Regions from separate parts of the Oryctolagus cuniculus genome. Here region 1 is linked to region 2. Evidence: chromatin contacts called from public Micro-C data. All regions are on one chromosome and are shown on one strand. The core of a region is the stretch at or near the end of the contact, and the rest is flanking DNA. Distances in the headings are between cores, read along the strand shown. Region 1 has its middle 45 kb from the start of MED13L. Region 2 holds the start of MED13L (mediator complex subunit 13L).

The links. A called contact is a pair of places that touch in the nucleus more often than the background predicts.
Region 1: a Micro-C map of ear pinna shows a contact between it and region 2, with 5 times the contacts expected there. The contact joins the enhancer-like site here to the promoter of MED13L in region 2. A contact is called at or near these places in 4 of 6 Hi-C or Micro-C datasets (ear pinna, psoas muscle, skin fibroblasts and 1 more).

What each region holds. Positions count from the first base shown.
Region 1 is chr21:12,826,450-12,829,149 of mOryCun1.1, forward strand. No RefSeq gene overlaps it. Among named protein-coding and RNA genes, the nearest start is that of MED13L, 45 kb to the left of the region's middle. Within about 2 kb of position 1,267, at least 5 of the 8 cell types and tissues checked have an H3K27ac peak or open chromatin away from gene starts, as enhancers often do. A contact at or near this core is called in ear pinna, where this site is marked.
Region 2 is chr21:12,781,465-12,784,164 of mOryCun1.1, forward strand. MED13L (mediator complex subunit 13L) reads right to left here and starts at 1,279. Exons shown (of 32, transcript XR_007911907.2): 1 at 1,147-1,279.

The DNA.
Region 1 (2,700 bases), core at 17-2,516, 45 kb after region 2:
ATGGCTGTAAAAAAGCAGCTTCTGAGGAAGAGGCAGCCCCGCCGGCTCTGGGCTCCCTCTTTCTACCCACACACACGCTGCTTCAAGCATTCCACAGCTGCTGCCAACCTTCCTGGCAGGCTCTTATTTCTTTACATGTATGTTGCATTCCATCTGTTGAATCCGAGCTGTGTGCCATTCGTGGGCTTTGGCAAGGCCTGGCAAGGTGGCGTGGCCTGTTCCAGCTTGTTCTCAGCACGCCCCGGGACACGAGCAGAAGGGGGCTGCGGGGAGGGAAGGGGTCCCGTTTCCTCTGTAGCTCGGGCGTGGGGGTGAGGGGGTGGTGCCTGGAGTCACAAAGGGAAATTGCACAGCAGTTTCTCTCCAGATGTGGTTGTACCACGTGTGCACGGGCTCCTGCCTTGCACTCTCCACGGAGGGGTGTCTGGGTACAGACTTCGGTCTCTGACACGCAGCCAGAAAACGAAAAGTGATGGAGAAAAGTAACTGGAGGAAGACCGACTCATCCTCACGGATCCGGGGTGGCCCGAGAAACCCTCAGCTGGGACCCAGGGGGGGTCCCAGCGCCTGGAACACAGCCCTGAACTCAAGCTATACATTATTCTCGAGAACCATGAAGCCCTTGGTTGGTGGAGCCGAAGCAACATGCTGGGATTTGGATCCGATTTCATCCACTTGGAAGACAGGAAAGCCAGGTTTTATGCAGTGCCAAAACATCTGGTGAATTCAGTTAAAAAAAAAAAAAAATGCGCCAGGCTGGTGGGGGTAGAAAGCAAAACCCTGCGGGAACAGTCGTTGGGTACTGGGCCGAGGAGGGACTCAGGAGGCTCGCTTCTCCATCGGGTGCCCGTGGCCGAGCCACGCTCTTTCGAATGGGGAAGTGAGGGCCCGGAAGGAGAGAGCGGCAGGCGCGATGGGGTTAAAACGTCAAGTTCACCCTTCGGGAAACAGGGGAGCGCACGCCAGCCAAGAGCGTGAACAGAATCTCGCTGTTGGAAGTGGAATTTGCTCACCTGAAGCGGGAGAAGTGACAGGGCACAGGAAAAGGCAAGGTCCAGGCTCCTAATGAGAAACAGCCGCCCAGAACTAAAATGAGTTGTGTAATCCCAGTTGGCTAGCTGGAAAGAGCGGGAGGCGAAAGGAGAGCAGGAACAAGTTTCAGATGTGATTCAAGGGGTCCTGGAGCCAGTCCTGACCCTCTGGGGTGGAATTTCTGACTCTCTCCTCTGCCTTGCTCAGAGGAGGAAACTGTATCTGACCGCGCATGTTGCTTTTTATAGAATTACTCTTTCTTGCCAACTTCCTCCAGAGCACAAGATCATCCCTCATCGGCTCCGAACAAGACGCCAATCGTGAGATGCAAGTGAGGCGGTGACTGTCCTGTTCGCACCAAGCACAGCCCGGGCCCCGGAGCAGAAGCCCGACACGGGGAGGCGTTTGTCAGCGGAGCCCCGCCTGGGAAACACAACATGTTCTCGCAGGTTGCAAACCGTCTGGCTCCCGCGTTAGGCTTTCTCTTTTCTCCCACTTCTCCTCACTTGGATCTCCTCGTTGGGCTTTGCCGGGGGCCAGGTTCGCACGTGCCAGTTGCCGAGCGGATAACGGATGGTTCGCCAGCCTAGTGATGTGTGAGCGATGAAGAGGCAGGCAGGCAAGTGTGCCCTCACGGATGACGAGACTCCCCAGGATCGCCAGCCCCGGCCTGGCTGGGGGTTCAGGGGGCCCAGGACGGAGTGATGGAATTCCCCAGGGTTGGGCGGCCGAGACCCTCCTTGTCCCGCTGATCAGGGAATGGGGGTCACTTCTTGCATGGCAAGGTCTGGGGGCGCTCTGACGCCCAGAGGGGGCGTAAATGGCATAGAAACTGTTGGCTTGGCGCTCTCTCTCTCTCGCTCGCTCTCTCTCTCTTGTTACAAATGGGCTTTGTTTGCAGAGAAGTTGGAACGCGTGCTGGAGATTGGAGCAGGTCTCCTGCCAGCCTCTCGCAGCTCTGAGGGATATCCAGTTTTAGGTTTGCAGCAATACACTCTGGCTCGCTGAAACTGCCTCTCGGCGTTGCCAGGATGTGTCCCAAACTACAAAATGCACACAAGAACCTCTCGACATGATGACTGTGTGGCCCAAAGTCAGAGGGGTGGGAGAGCCGCTTGTCCCCAGCCACACTGTCCTCCGGGGTCACCCGGGACAATTATCATTCATGGGATTCCAGCCCCCGGTCTGACCAGTTCTCTTAGCTGCTAGAACACAGTGTTAAAGACTGAGGAGTCAGCCTCACCCATCACATGGCCACCAATGGCATCCCGACCTGGGCTGTGCCACACAAGGGCCTGGGGACAGTCCAGTGGGGCCCTTCCCACTTGTTCCTAGGACAAACTTCCATATATCCCACTGGCTCTGAATACTCTTCATCCACTGAACCTGGACACAGAGTGTCTTCTTTTGGATCTTTAACTGGACCAAGCGCCCTCCTGCCTCAGGGCCTTTGCACGTGCGATTTCTCCTGCCAGGAATCCTCTTTGCCTAGTTACTTTCCTGTTCCTCATCCAGCATTCACTTTGCAGGGTGGTTTTTCTCGGAAGCCAGACTGGGTTCCACGGTAGCCCTTACCGAAATGGTCACTTGAAACTTATGATTCATGCCAGATTAAACTGGTGCCCCTCAATCTGTACTGTCCGTGTGAGCCCCTTGGGGCTTGTCTGA
Region 2 (2,700 bases), core at 29-2,528:
TATACATACAGTAACTCATGCACAAAGCACACATTTAAAGACCACGCATTGCAATTATTAGTCTAAACACCAGGTTGAACAACGTGAATGTTTTCGGAGCTAGGTAATACGACCCAATAAAAAGCAAAGATGGCATTTACCACCAAATGTCACTGCCACCGCCAGGAAAGAGTTGCCGGAGCCCTATACATTTTTAATTTCGATGGATCCAGACGCCGTCGTCGGGTGCCGGGCTTCCGCGAGAACAATTGACACCCTAACTGCTTCAAGATTAAGGCAGGCGATGCAAATCCAGAGGAAAAGTTGTCAATTATCAGAGAGCGAGAGCGCGAGAGGCGAAGGCAGATAAAAGCGATGTTATCACACCGCCCAGCTTGTTGCTTTTGTGTGTGTGTGTGTGTGTGGATTTGTTGTCAGCAGAGAGAAAACAGTTTTTAGAAGACACAGGGGGAGAGGGAGGAGACGCTCTCTCCGCCCTCCGTCGGCTCGGGGGCCTGGCTCTCGGGGCTCCGGCGCGGGGAGCCCCGGGAGGCGGCCGGCAGGTCCGTGTTTACGAGCGCCGGAGCTCCGGGGGCGACGGTCCTTTAGCCACACAATCGCATTCAATCAACTGCTTTCGGGCGAAATTGCGGCTGTCATTATGGAATTTAAAAAAAAAAAAAAAATTCAAAAGGCAGGCGGGCGGCCGATCCGACAAGAGGGGCAAAGGCTGCTGCTGATGGCAGGCGCGGGGAGCACCAGGCAAAGCCTTCCACGTTTAGGAAGGAAGGGAGAGGAGAGGGAGAGGGGGAAAAAAAAAAAAAAAAAAAAAAAACGGGGAAGAGGGGAGGGGAAGGGGGGTGTGATTGCAACAGAGGGTGGGCGTTCGAAGTGCGACCCAGAATCCGCAGCTTGGAGACTTCCACATGCAAATTCCACGCCGAGCGCTGCGCTCACAAATGATTTTTAAAGAGCCAAATAAACACTGGATGGGATCCAAGGCGAGGGAGCGACGATCCAAAAGGGGGAGAATCAGCTAGAGGCGAACGGCGGGGAGAGGCGAGGGAGGGGCGAAGTCCCGGCGGCGGGAGGAGAAAGTTGGTCGGCGGCGGAGGTCGGAGACCCCCCCCCCCCGGCCTGCCCCCTCCCCACGGCCCGGCTACTCACCAGCGAGAAGAGGTTGGAGTGACAATCCTCCAGGCTCGCCCCGTTCGCCACCCAGTTCGCTGCCGCAGTCATGATCCTCCGCGAGCCCGGCCGCCAGAGCGGGGCATGTCGGAGCGAGGCGTCCGAGGCGAGGCCGGGCCGGGCGGCGGCGCCTCGCCGGGGAGCGCGGAGCGGCCGGGCCGCCGCCGCCGCCGGAGGAGGAGGAGGAGGAGGAGGAGGAGGAGGGCGGGAGGGCCGGCGGGCGGGCGGGAGGCGCCGCGGCGACGCCGCGCCGGGGGCGGCGGGCCCGGGCCGGCGGGGGGGTCCGCGGCGGCCGCGCGGCTCCTTCCTGCTCGGGCGGCGGCGGCGGCGGCGGCTGCGGCGGCGGCGGGGGGCGCTGTCCGCGCGGCCCGGCGCCCTCCCCGCCTCTCAGGGCCGCCGCTGCCTCCCGGGCCGGCGCTACGGGCCGGCCGCCGCCTCCGCCTTCCCTGATCCTCAGCCGCCGCCGCTGCCGCCGCCTTGTTTATCTCCAGCCACCGACTCCCCCTCGGGCCCCGCCGGCGCGTGAGGGGAGGCGAGCCCCGGAGCCGCCGCCGCCGCCGCCTCGGAGCCGCCGCCGCCGCGGAGCGCGAACTCGCGAAGGGGGGGGTGCGGACGAAGCCAGCGGGCGACCCCGGCAGCCGAGCGACGTCCCCTCCTTCCTCTTCCTCCCCCACCCCCCCCTCCTCCCCAGTCAGCCTCGCTTCTCCTCCCTCCCCGGGCTCGCTCGCTCTGACAGCAATGGCGGCCGCCGACCGCGGCTCGGCTCGCCATTGGCTGCCGCTGCGTCACGTGACGGGCGCCGGCCGCGCGGGGGGGCGGGGGGCGGGCGGGGGAGGGGCCCGGAGCGGCGGCGGCGGCGGCGGCGGCGGCGGCTCGCGGGAGGCGCTGCTGAGCCGAGAGCAGCCGCGTTCTCCGGCCGGGAAGAGGGAGGGAGCCGGAGAAGGAAAGAAAGAAGTGCAGGCGGCCGGCTCCCGTGGCGGGCGGCGGGCAGCCGACCCGAGGCTGCCGTGGGCGGCCGCGCGCTCTCGCGGGGCGCGGATCCTGGCGCGTTGGGGGCGCGATCGCCGGCCCCGAGCGGACCTGGTGTAGCTGCAGCCCCGCGGCCCTCGCCGGTGCTGCCGACCGCCCAGGCCAGCCGGTGTGACGAGGGCTCCCGTGGGCCGGGCAGAGGGTCCAAGTGCTTCGGAGTGTCCATCGAAGCCTCTACGCCTTTTGCCGAGGGGGAAGTCAAAGCACAGGGAGCTCAAGTCACTTGCCCGAGGTCTTGGGATTCGAACCCTTGCCACCAGCGTGCAGTGCAGCCAGGCTCGTACTGTACGCCAGGCCCTGTGCGTTCAATACAGACATGCTGGAGCGCGGGGATCCTAGTTCCTGTGTGCATTCATTCATTCATTGCATAAACGTCCCCTGAGCTCTTGCTCCATGCTGGGTCTGTTATAACTGCCGGGCATTGCGCTAACGCTGTGTTGGGAGCAGACGCTCCGCAGCGGGCCTCGGTCGGGGGTCGAGGGCCTGGGAGTCCGGAGGAACCCG